Linked DNA regions of Triticum aestivum: region 1 is linked to region 2. The links are chromatin contacts, called in public Hi-C maps. All regions are on one chromosome and are shown on one strand. The core of a region is the stretch at or near the end of the contact, and the rest is flanking DNA. Distances in the headings are between cores, read along the strand shown. Region 1 holds the start of LOC123165474 (chaperone protein dnaJ 10). Region 2 holds the start of LOC123165343 (tyrosine--tRNA ligase 1, cytoplasmic).

What was found. Hi-C and Micro-C count contacts between places; a contact is called where the count stands out from the background.
Region 1: a Hi-C map of leaf shows a contact between it and region 2, with 6 times the contacts expected there. The contact joins the promoter of LOC123165474 here to the promoter of LOC123165343 in region 2. A contact is called at or near these places in 2 of 5 Hi-C or Micro-C datasets (both in leaf).

The regions. Positions count from the first base shown.
Region 1 is chr7D:383,382,381-383,388,577 of IWGSC CS RefSeq v2.1, forward strand. LOC123165474 (chaperone protein dnaJ 10) reads left to right here and starts at 2,398. Exons shown (of 10, transcript XM_044583125.1): 1 at 2,398-2,661; 2 at 2,752-2,811; 3 at 2,924-3,006; 4 at 3,103-3,259; 5 at 3,355-3,484; 6 at 3,574-3,732; 7 at 3,812-3,993; 8 at 4,083-4,163; 9 at 4,278-4,403; 10 at 4,493-4,861. The coding sequence starts at 2,575. The coding sequence ends at 4,567.
Region 2 is chr7D:382,676,090-382,682,641 of IWGSC CS RefSeq v2.1, forward strand. LOC123165343 (tyrosine--tRNA ligase 1, cytoplasmic) reads right to left here and starts at 1,549. Exons shown (of 9, transcript XM_044582973.1): 1 at 1,127-1,549; 2 at 1-153. The coding sequence starts at 1,432.

The sequences.
Region 1 (6,197 bases), core at 1,148-3,647, 710 kb after region 2:
ATAATCTCATAGTCGAAGGAATATGTATTTGACATGAAGAAAGCAATACAATAAACTGAACGATCATTATGCTAAGCTAACGGGTGGGTCTTGTCCATCACATCATTCTCCTAATGATGTGATCCCGTTATCAAATGAAAACACATGTCTATGGTTAGGAAACCTTAACCATCTTTGATCAACAAGCTAGTCCAGTAGAGGCTTACTAGGGACACGGTATTTTTTTATGTATTCACACATGTATTTAAGTTTCTGATCAATGCAATTCTAGCATGAATAATAAACCTTTATCAAGAATAAGTAAATATAAAATAACAACTTTATTATTGCCTCTAGGGCATATTTCCTTCACTCACAGAAGAGGAAAAAAGTGTAAGATGAGCCGGCCCAGGGAGGAGGATGGGTGTGTGTGTGTGGGCGGCACTTATCGGCGCGCTCGACACGAGTGACGTACTTCAAAAAAGACCATTTTGCAGAAAGTAACCTTCTCAACTTGAGCTCAAATGAGCTCGGTGAATAGTAAAATAAAAAATTCAAAAAATCTGATTTTTTGTGACAAACATTGACAAATGTTCTAAGAGCTTGTAAAATTTCATCATGAAATCACATTTGTAGAAGTCATGATAAAAAACAAAATCAATGCTCCAAAATGCTTTCCAAAGTAGCATTTTTAGAGTGCCTTCCAAGAATGTGATTCCATGACGGATTTTTTTCCAACCATGCAAGAGGACTGCACGTATTATATTAAAGAGAGGGAAAAACACGACCAACATCTATTAAAGAGAGGGAAAAACACGACCAACATCCAATAGTTACAACAAGGACAACCTGAACTTTGAAAATAGAAACACCCAAAGCCCTGACTAGCAAACTGTCTACAAAACGCAAAGGGCGAAACTAATGTAATACAAAATGACCTAGACTTGCTTCTGTCCATTGCACCGCGTCAGTATTAATTTGATCGATGATTCCTTGAAACGGCACGTGAGAATTTTCAAAAATTCCGCCCTTTCTTTCCCTCCATATACTCCAGATTAATTAATGATACCATAGTGTTCAAGGAATTCCTTCTGGATTCATGGACTCTTTTTCTGGCCTCTTGCCACCAATCCCAGAGAGTAGAAGCATTTTGAGGGATGACCTCGCTCAGATTTTCCCAAAGAAGCACGGAACTTCAAATGTTGGTCACTACACTTCAACCCATGAAGAGATGATGAGCTGATTCTTGCGCAATGTTGCAGAAACAACATGCAGCATTATGAGACAAATCATGCTTAGCAAGATGGTCCGCTGTCCAGACATGCCCCTTGACGACCAGCCAGAGAAAGAGGTTGCATTTTAGAGGAGCTCGAGCCTTCCAAATGGTGCAAGCAGTAGTACACATAACTGATGCAGCAAAATGTGCTTTATAAACAGATTTCGTCGAGTAGGAACCTTTAGAATTCCACGACCAACTCCATTTGTCTTCAGCATCATGTATGCTTTGAACTTCAGAAATCACCTCCCATAAGGCTAAGACCTGATGAAAAATGTGAATATTTATTTTCCCCTTTATGTCCTTAATCCATACCGCACTAATCAGTGTTTCTGCTACTGTTTTTCTCTCCCTTACATCCGAAGGCACGGAATAGAAAACTTCTGGCGCGATATCTTCTACTGTGGCGCCATCGATCCATCTATCGGTCCAAAAGAAACATCTATTTTCATTACCTAACTCAACACGAGCAGCAACATTGAGTAGACGCCTTTCATGATTTCCCAAAGGGTTAGTAAGACGCTCCATGCACGTGCCTTCCAAGCCCACCGATACCGAATCGTGGAGTTCACGATCTTCAGGTCCACCATGACGAATCTTTACAAGCACTCAAAACATTTGCTAATATTTGTCACAAAACAATCAGTTTTTTTTGAATTTTAGTGTTCACCCCAGCTCATTTGAGCTCGGGCTAAGAAACTCCGCGTTCCCATCTTGCCTTTTATTATGAAGGGGTATGGAGTAATCTCAGTCGTCGATGTGTTTATGAGGTGTACCGAAACTGTCCTGATCCGGTGTTTCAAAAGTAGGAATAATTTCGACTAAAAACAAGTAGGAATAATTTGGCATGTTTTATCTCGACGGCTTTGCAATTTTGATGCATTTATTCCTTGCACACAGCTACAATCGGTATGTAAATAAAAGCCTTCATTTGCAAATAAGTTCTGGTCTAAAGGGGGACGCAGGCAAAGACACATGAATAATAAAGAGTAGAATGAACTCTTGATCCGCTGCTCCCCGGAGAAAGGAGGACATCTGGAGAAATAAAAATGCAGGGCCGCGTTCCATTCCACCACCACTAGGCCGCCCGGCGATTTGTTTAATGCTCCCCCGGCCGCGCCGCGCTGTGCGTCACTGGAAAGATAAAAGATGGCCCGGTGGCCTGTGGGGGGTGGCTCCCCACCTCGTTGCGCAATGAATGGTGATGATGCGGCTCTCCTTTACTCTTCTTCCTCCACCAGACCACCACTTCCATGCCCTGCTCTGGTGGTCTCCTGTTTCGTTCCGGGGGTGTTCTTTGACAGGGAGCGGCGGCCGCCATGGCGAAGGAGACCGAGTACTACGACGCGCTCGGCGTCAGCCCCGCCGCCTCGGATGACGAGATCCGCAAGGCCTACTACATCAAGGTCCCCCTTTTTGCTGTCTGCCTAGCACATTGCTGTCGCTTTTCGCTAGCTTGCTGATTTGGAGGTTTCGTTTCCTGTCTTTGTCTTCAGGCGAGGCAGGTGCATCCTGACAAAAACCCCGACGATCCGCAGGCGTCCGACAAGTTTCAGGTCCTTACCACGGCTGGCTCAACTCAACTCGATATTGTAGCAGGATCGGTTGGTTTGATTCCTTTGGTGGGTGGGTGTTGAGTTTCTTGTTGTTATGGTGCTATATATGCAGGCTCTTGGAGAGGCCTACCAGGTCCTGAGCGACCCTTTGCAGAGAAAGGCCTACGACGGCTATGGCAAGACTAGCATATCCAGGTGCCTGCCCTGCCCCAGTTGATGCCATCCCAGATGAAACTCAGCTCAGAAGCAGCAATTCATGCTTCACTCTGACAACATTTTTCTGCTTTTCAGGGACAACATTCTAGATGGTGCTCTGGTCTTCACCCTCCTGTTCGGGAGCGAGCTGTTCGAGGACTACATTGGACATCTTGCAATGGCAACAATGGCTTCCTCGGAGATGGCCAGTGGCGACAACGGCAGCGCCGAGAAGCTCCAGGACAGGCTCAAGGTAGGCACATACGTACTACATATCTGTGGTAGACGCCCATTGTTATGCCCAAACCATTTGTTATCCCCACTCTGAAAAACACTGCTGTGGTGAAGGGTGTACAAAGGGAACGAGAAGAGAAGCTAGCTAGATTCCTCAACAAGTTCCTCTCGCGGTATGTGAGTGGTGACACGGAGGGATTCGCTCATCGTGCCGAATCTGAGGCGAAAAGGCTTTCCAGCACTTGTCAGTATGATGATCCCTACAAACTACAGTTGTGTTCTTCTCTTGATGGGTTTCATCTGAATCTTTGTGAAATGCTTTGCTGCTCACAGCATACGCACTGGACATTCGTCGCACCATCGGATACGTTTATTCTCGACAAGCCGCCAAGGAGCTCGGCAAGAAGGCCATGTACCTGGGAGTTCCATTCCTGACCGAGTGGGTGAGGAACAAGGGCCACCTCTGGAGGTCACAGATCACGGCAGCGAAAGGTGAAAACTTCCCCAATTCTTGCCATGGTTGTGATGGTTGAAGTTGCCGACTGATTAAGGGGCGAAAAGAACAATGCAGGAGCTCTGCAGCTGCTGCAGCTGCAAGAGGAGGCGTGCCGGCAGAGTGCCAAGGACGGCGGCGCTGCCACCGAGAAGGACGTCGACATGCAGATGAGAATGAACAAGGACCTGATGATGAGTTCAATTTGGAAGCTCAACGTTGTGGATATTGAAGTCACGCTCTTACATGTCTGTGAAATGGTATGTGCGTCTTCTTTACTGAAATACTCCCATATTAATCTGCTACTAGTACAACAATATGATTTGACAAGTTTTTGACTTCTTCTCAGGTGCTGCATGAAAATAATGTCAAGAAAGAGGATCTCAAGGCCCGTGCAATGGCCTTGAGAAATCTAGGAAAAATATTTCAGGTACATTGTTTCACGTTTTCTTTCCGACAATTCATGTGCTATTTGTGTATGTAAACAAACCTGAATTGAGTATATTTCATAAATTCCATCTTTGATCAACTGGAATGAGAATAGAGGGAAAAGGAGGCATTACCAGGGCCATCAAAGCCAACCATTCTCGATGATGACAGCAGCTCAGATGAAAGTTCAGACGAGGAGGCATCACGGACAGTAACATATCGGACTCCTGCGCTTACTCAGGCAATTTTTCAACAATCACACAAACATATGTGTACGTTACACATTCAAATATGTTTGGTGACATAAGTTCAAAAAATGTTGTTGTACAGGGAATTGGCAGGCTATTTAGATGCTTATGCAACCCTGCATATGACGTTGACGATGACTTCGAACCCCGGAAATGAAGCAGGGACACTACGAAACCTTTCGAAGATACCCGAGTTATACCAGATAATATGATTCAGAACAGCTGGGGTCATGCACCACCATCCTTCAGTTACCTGAAGGGTATGGATATATGTTTATATGCTGCTTCAGCACTGGTGATCAGATCCAACAGTTAAAGCTTTAGATTACCCACTTTTCACTCGCATGACCATAGCTTTTGAAATAGACCATACCTGATTGTGCCGTGCTTTCTGTAATTGTTCTATTTTGGTGTTTCTATGGAAATAATAATACAAAATCTGTTTGTCTTAGATAAAGGGCCCTTTTTATCGACTCATAATCTTCTTTTTAGGGTATTATCGACTTATAATCTAGCATGAAGGGGATACAAACAAAAGAACCGACCAGAAACCAAGTACATCTGTCGAGGCCCGAATGGCGCAAACTGGCAAAAGAAACAGTACCAACAAAATCTAACATTGTAGACGCTGTAATGATACCACACCTACAATGCAAATGTGTCGGTGGTAAACCTGGGCATGGCCAACAGCCCGAACAATACACCACAAGCCTTCATCGCGGGTTTGGCTCCTCTGCTGTTGCGTTAGGGCTACTCTAACCAATTCCCTATAATCGGTTAGGGAAGTAAAAAAAAAATGTTTTACTCCTCTAATCGGCACCTAGCCGATCCCCAATAGTCGATAACGGAGGATAAATTATCCTCAGCCGTCTCCGCCGCCTCTATTTTTAGTGTCTTGCTCGGCCTTGGAGGAAAAAAATCACCTCCACTCCGCTGCCTACCCGCCCCGCTCCCGAGCTGCATCTACGCCAGCGCCGTCTCTCCCACCCCCCGCCTGCCACCGCGGATGCCCGTACACCGCGGTCCTTGACCGCCCGGATTTGTGCCTCTCTCGACTCGTCGCCGGCGCAGAACCGGTAGATTTGAGGCTGCCGCCGCCGGATTTGACGCATCCGCCCACCACCCTTTGCGCCTTTGCCATGAATTGGTCGGATACAGGACCACACAGCCCCGACAACGCCTCTGCGCCGCATGCAGGTATTGACTCGGCCTTTAGCCGTTCGGATCTCTCCCGTCGGCGGTCGCCGGCAAAGAAACGCCCGGCCGTCGCTCGGGTTCGGCGCTAGCCCAGCAGCTCGTCGGCTCCCCGTTGCCGGTCATAAAGTGCGACGACTGCCCGCGACAGGTGGTGCGCCGAGTTTCCACCGCGCCGGAACATCTCAAATGGGTGTTCTTCAAGTGCAAAAAAGATTAGGTATGTGCTTCTTTTGATTCGGTTGTTCACTAGATTCGGTGCAATTTCGGTAGCTCATTGCTTGCTCAAATTTGTGTGTAGGATGGATGCAAGTTTTGATATTGGGAAGAAGATTACACCGATCTATTGATAGTACAAAATTTGATAGATGCTTGTGCACTGGTTGCTAGAATAGAGGCAAGAGATGAGACTAGATGCGAAGCAACGTCGAATTTGTCGGAATCGAGTAAGTAAGAAGTGTGCAATATCGAGTAGCCAATAGAGAGAATCAACAATGAAGACGTGAAGATGATATTAAGCCAACTAGTGGGAGCAGTTATGACTTGGATATCTTCTAAAGTGTCTAATTGTGGTTCTTGTTTTTCTTTGATTT
Region 2 (6,552 bases), core at 299-2,798:
CCATATTTCAATCATGTAGCGCCCGACAGTCTGGATTTTTTTCAGATCGCCACCCATTTTGTTGTTTAGCTGTGCAAACCAGTCTGCTATCCAGATTTTCACTTTGCATCCCGCTCTGATCATCTTGTTAACATTAATTGCCTTCACAACACCCTGTGAATACAATACATGAGAATGTCTATCACCAGCAAGTCCTATCAGGTCTTGCAATCTGACAGTTTGCGCATATTGGCCTCATTGCATCTCTAAAGTAACGATTTTCACAATACTGGCATCATAATAATTGTGGAAGCACATCAAGAATTGCTAAAGGCACGTGTAAGATTAACATTTATACTAGGATGTTTCATTCTTATTATTAATCTTATGGAACAACAAAGCAACGAAATATGGGAGCGGTAAACTCACTAATCTTTCTAGTTTGACAGAGCTGGATAAATCAAGGCTGGGTATTATAACAACAATCTACTGGCGCTCCAATACATAACGAATCAGGATAGTGCTCCTTATTTTCAGGAGCTTTTGCTGCCGACTTCTTTCTAGCTTTATTTATGCTCTTATTTTGGACACTCTCTCTTTGTTCTCTGAACTAACACTTTTCTTTTGGTTTCTTATTCTCCAAAGACCTCAGCAGTTTAACCAAAAACTACTAGCACAACTAAAACCACCCAGTCATCTATAATCAGCACATGCTATTTAACCAATCTGATGCACAATTGCACATATGATTAAGAGCTAAAAAAATCAAAATTCGACTACTCCCTAGTTTTATGGATAGCAGAAATAAGTAGGCTAGGCATACATCTAGTGTAAGCATCCAGCTAGGTGATACCATGCTAAGTGATAACCTTCTTGTTTGGGTATTAAATTAGCTGGTCAACAAAGACCTAGAGTACGACTGTAGACACATATCACAACATGAACATGATAAGACCAGCCGAACAGGTAACAGCACACTTGATAGTCATACTGCACTCATAAATTTGGGAATGATATTAGTTGAAATCCGAAATTCCTGTCCAAGAACTCTTCCTGGAAACAGAAGGTATCCTCCTGGATGCTCCTGACCGAGTCGCACATTCGATCCGAAGTTATTAGATGGGAAGGCGGTAAGTTTCCGTCGAACCTGGGCAATGTGCATGCGGCCGGAGGGCTCGAACCCGTCGTAGCAGATAGGGACGGGCTTGTTCTGCAGAAGCCGCTTGAGCTCGTCGGGCTGAATGCACTCCTCGCCTATGCTCATCAGCAAGTCGAACCGCTCGTCCAGGCTCAATGACGCCACGCCCCCCGCGAGGTCTTCGGCGCCGGCGGCGGCAGCGGAGGAGGAGGAGGCTGCGGGGGAGGCATCAGGAGCCGCGGAAGGTTCCGTTGATGCTGTGGCGGGGGCGGAGGCCTCTGCGGTGACAGCGGCGGCAGCCAGGGAAGTGTCCATGGAGGTGGCGGCGGTGGCGGTGGCGGTGGCGGCTGGCGGGTGACTGATTTGGAGACGGCTAGGGTTTTGCGCGGCTCAGATCGAGAGATGGATCTCCTAGTTCTGCGCAGACGGGGGTGCACAAAGACGTGGTCCGTACGTTCCCTGAAAGACAAAAACGTGGCCCGTACGTCAGTGTAAGGGGCCGTTTACGTGGGCCTAAGCCAAACATGGGCTGTCTTTCCTCAGAATCATAAGGTATAGATTTCCACGCGCAATGTTCCGGCTTCCGGGAACTCCTAGCCAGCGCTCTCAGCGCTGGCAGATGATCTTTACTTGCCGAAGATTGAGGTCGCATCAGACTGCAAAGTGGTGGTACAAGATTTATAAATGGACAATTCGACAAACTATGGTGCAGGTGTACATGAAATAATAGAGTATTCCTCGCTTTTTGATTTTTGCAGTTTTAGTCATGAATTTAGGAGCTCAAATTATGAAGCTCACAACTTAGCGAAGCATGTTTTATCTTTTGATGGTGGCCGCCATGTTTGGTTGGGACACCCTGGGAATCTACCATCCGTCCTTGTAAACATTGTAACGAGTTAATAAAGCTTCGCGGGGTTGTCTAAAAAAATAACCTTTTCTTTTGTCTTTTGTCTTCTGTCTCAAAAAAAGGTTACTTTTTCTTTTGAGACCAAACACATTAAGGGCATATACAATGAAGGCATCGCCTTACTACTGCCTCCCCTCTTCCACTAGATAAATTTGAATGAAGCTATGGTGTGTGTGACAATCACTCAACGGAGGCTAGTGTCTTGATGTCATCATCATACTTTTTTCTCTCACCCACTTTTCAACACATGCAACCTCCACTGCATGCAAACAGAACATCACCACGGTGTGGTCCTGGACAAAGCATAGCTATGAAAGCTCACACTGCGTCGCCTCAGCGGCTGCCTGGTAGCTTTTGTCAGGGAGGAGCCGGTCTCTTCTGCAGGAGTCCGTTTCCCTCTGCAAGCAACATGTTCAGCGGAGGTGGCGTTTGGTAGGATGATGTTTTGCGGTACGCCACACCCCTCCCGATGAACAGGACCCCCATTTCGACCGTAGCGCTCCAACACAAGTCCGTTTCCTCCGTTTTGCGGTACACCGCATCCCTCCCGATCAACAGGACCCCGTTTTGACCGTATGAGGTCCAAGAGAAGTCCGTTCCCTCCGTTTTGCGGTATGCCAGACCCCTCCCGATGAACAGGATCCCGTTTCTACCATGGCCGGTCGAACACATGGCCGTTTCCTCCGTTCTGCGATACGCCAGACCTCGTTTCGATCAGCTGTTCCGTCCAAGCCGGTTGGCTCCCGATGAACACGACGCATTCTGACCCAGTTGGTTGCCTCCCGATGAACATGATGTTGTTTCTCTGTTTCGACCCAGTCGGTTCACTGCCCGATGAACAGGACGCCATTGCTGCCGTCCGTTGCCTCTCCATGTACACAAGCCCTGACCATCCGTATATATGCGCGAGTACGCGCTCGAGACCCATCCCATATGTACGTACGTGGCCGTATTTTTTGCCCTGTGGCTGTACGTACATGTACAGGACTTAGACGAGACTGCATGAACTGTTATGTCGGGTGCTCTACAACGACACGTGCCGCTACTTACTCGGCCACGGTTCATACTTGCGGAGAGACCGATCGACCAGTATGTACGTACATGTTCGCGACCAGACAGACAACGCTACTTACGCTTTGACCGGGTGGGTCCCAGCGGCCAGGGAGGATAAGGACGCACTTTCTTGCGTGCGAAGATATAGCTGCTCGGTCCCAGCTGTCAGGGGGAGGAATCATTTTTATTTTAAAAGGAATAAGGAGGCACTTCCTTGTGTTCGAAGATGTAGCTGGTGGGTCCAGCTGTCAGCATCACCGCCTAAAGTCCTCTTCCGATGGTTGTCCTTTGTTGACGACGTTGACCACGCCGCGCCGAGAGCACCAAGGCGGTGGACGACGGCGAGGCCTAGGAAGGGAACGACGCTGAGTCGGGGAAGACGCGGCAGTGGATGCCCACACGGAGGGGAGTACGTGGGTTGACTGCTTCGGCTGCGGTGTGAGGCTGCCGTCGCCGGAGAATAACAGGAGGTGTGGGTGAGTATAGAGGGATGGCATGGCCAGCGGTGGCAGCACAGCCGGACACGGGAGGCAGGAGCAGGCGGCACGGCCGACGCTGGTTTGGGCGGCTGGAGCAAGAAGACCAGAGGTTGAAGAAGCACGACGGCCGTTGGATGGACATCGTACGGTCACTGCAGCTAGAATCATTTATATTGACTAAGTTAACAAAGCCCTTGGTACGCGTCAACTTAGTAGGCCCACAGGTCAGCCTCCAAAACGGTGCGCCCCAGATGTTAGGGGGAGGAATCATTTTTTGGGCGGTTGAAGCTAGAATATCCGAGATTGAAGAAGAAGCATGACATCCGTTGGATGGGACATCCAACGGCCACTGCTGCTAGAACCGTGTGTTGACTATAAGTTGACAAAGCCTTGCATACGCGTCAACTTACTTTTTTTAGGGGACGCGTGAACTTAGTAGGCCCACAAGTGTGTGGCAGAGAACATATAGGCCATTTGCGATTTGTAAGAATGTACAACCCATTTTTGAATTCTAATGGAATTTACTACAGCCCATTTATAGGTTGTTAAAAGTACAGCCCATTTTCTAGTTAGGACAATAATTAATAATTTCAACCAACCGCTTAAAAAAGAATTCAATAAAATTTCCCACATTTTGATGGGATCCGAAATATTTTTATCCCGAAATTTCTAGTCAGATTAAATACAATTTTAATATAAATTTGTATTACGTAAAATCCAAGGAAATATTGCGCGTGCAACAATTAATGAAATTAAAATTTTCAAAATCCAAAAATAATATTTTACAAACTAATTACGTGTTTGGTGCATTTTTTATAGTTACTGCCCAGTTTTTAAAATTACATCTCATTTATTATTTCTTAAAGCCCATTTTTTTGTTAAGTCTAATGCATCCCTTCTAGGAAAGATTTGCAGCCCAGCGGGGCGGAGAATAACAAGTTGACCTTGCCTGGATATTCCTCAAAAAAGATGGGCTAGTCATTTTCAGCTTGAAAAAAAATTAATATCTGGGCTGGATATCTGGCCTGGGCTAGACGGGCCACTGCCCGCCCAGTTAATACCCTGCTCTCCTCTGAACAACAATGAAAACATCGCTCAAGAAAAACTCTACAGTGCTCACACCTCAAAAACACAAATACTGCTCGAGCTGCTTAGTCCCAGCTGTCGGCCGCTCCTTGTACAATTCTCTCGTTTATTGACTACATAGGTTGACAATGGTGTGGGACCGTGATGTCAGGAAACCAGGAGGAAGCAAAAAAATTATAGTTGTATATAATAAGGAGGCACTTGCTTACGTGCGGCTATGGCCCTGGTGGGTCCCCACTGTCATCCTCTCCAAGTAAAGTCATCTCCTCATTCCTCATGTCCATTGACCATGTTGACAACGCGAGGCGGCGGCGCCACGGCGAGCGCAACAACTCGAAGGACGACGGAGAGGGCTTCGCGGGCCCTATGGATGGTATGATACAACGCCCGCTGCTCATTCGGGAAGCCAGGATCATAGGGCCACATGTCTGCGACGGCATTGTCGTTCGCTTGTTCACCGGTGCTCGTTGAGGAGACGGAGGTTGCAGCACAGGTCCTCCTAATCTGGTAGCTCTTCCGCCATTAGGGCGTCAAAGTGCGGCCACACCTGCTCTATGGTGAACACGGCATGAACCGAAGTGGCGCCCGCTCCTGGTTGGAAGCTACGTCCATCGTGTGATTGTCGTCGCTCAGCTCAGCGAGCTCGCTGGCGAGCCAGCATGTCCGACTGCTGGACCAACCCACTACCAAGCATGAGTCTGACTGCCCTGGCCCACCCAGACCACCTCCCTCGCCCACGCGCTTTCCGCCCGAAACGGTTAGCGTCGCCCGCCCCGCTTCCCGGTGCAGGCGATTGCAACGCCTTCAAACAACACAAGTGTCATCCGTCCGTCTGCCGCCCACATTAATGATACGCGGTTGCCGAGGCGGCTACTCCGGCGCCACACGTCCGTCCCTCCGCCGCCCACCATTGCTATATAAACTGCTGCGCCGGCCATAGCCACAGTCATCCACCTCTGTTCCCTTTGTCCTGTCCACACCACTACTGCCCACCATGGCTTCCTCGCACTCCAGCGCTTCGGGATGGGCGGACGACGGACCACAAGGAGATGGCAGCCATTGCTGCCGACTGGCTGGCCGGCAGGCAGTCGGAGGACGACGACGTCCAATGGAGAACATGGTAATCGACGATCCGGCGCCAACCCCCTCCTCCGCGCCATCCTCGTCGGTGCATTGCACCATGACCATCGGCGAGGCTCGTGCCCAATACATGGACACGGTGAGGCAGAAGCGTCAGGAGCAGTTCTGGGAGGCGCAGGCCGACGCCGCCTACAACCACCATCTCCTCCAGGAGCACCTACAGGCGGAGGAGCAGATCGGCGCGGAGCGGGCGGAGCAGGAGGCGCTGCTCGACTCGTATTGCTCCGCCCGCGAGGGCCGCCTCGAGCGCTGGCGGTACCGCATGCGGGTGGCGGAGGCTGCGGCCGCCTACAAAGAGGGCGATGAAGCGGGCGAGGCACTGTTTGGCGAGACCGAGGATGAGGCAGAGGACAATGCCGGCTCCAACGAGTCCCCGCTTTGCTAGTGTCAACGAGGCCCTGCTCCGCCGAGGCCCCGCGGCGCCAACAACAAGGCAGAGGACACCGCCGGCTCCGTCGATGCCTCACCCCACCGGCACCGAGGCGAAGGATTTCGCCGGCTTCCGTGGGGCCCTTCTCTGCCGAGGACCCGTCGCGCCAACAACGAGGCAGAGGACATCGCCGACTCCGCCGAGGCCCCGCCCCGCCGGCACCAAGGCAGAGGACCTCGCCAGCTTCGGCGAGGCCCTACTCCGCTGAGGCCCCGCCCCGCTAACAACGAGGCAGAGGACATCGCCGGCTCAGCCGAGGCCCCACCCTGCCGGCAACGAGGGGGGGGATTTCCCCCGCTCCGCCGAGGCGCCGCCCCGCCGGCAACGAGATAGAGGACAT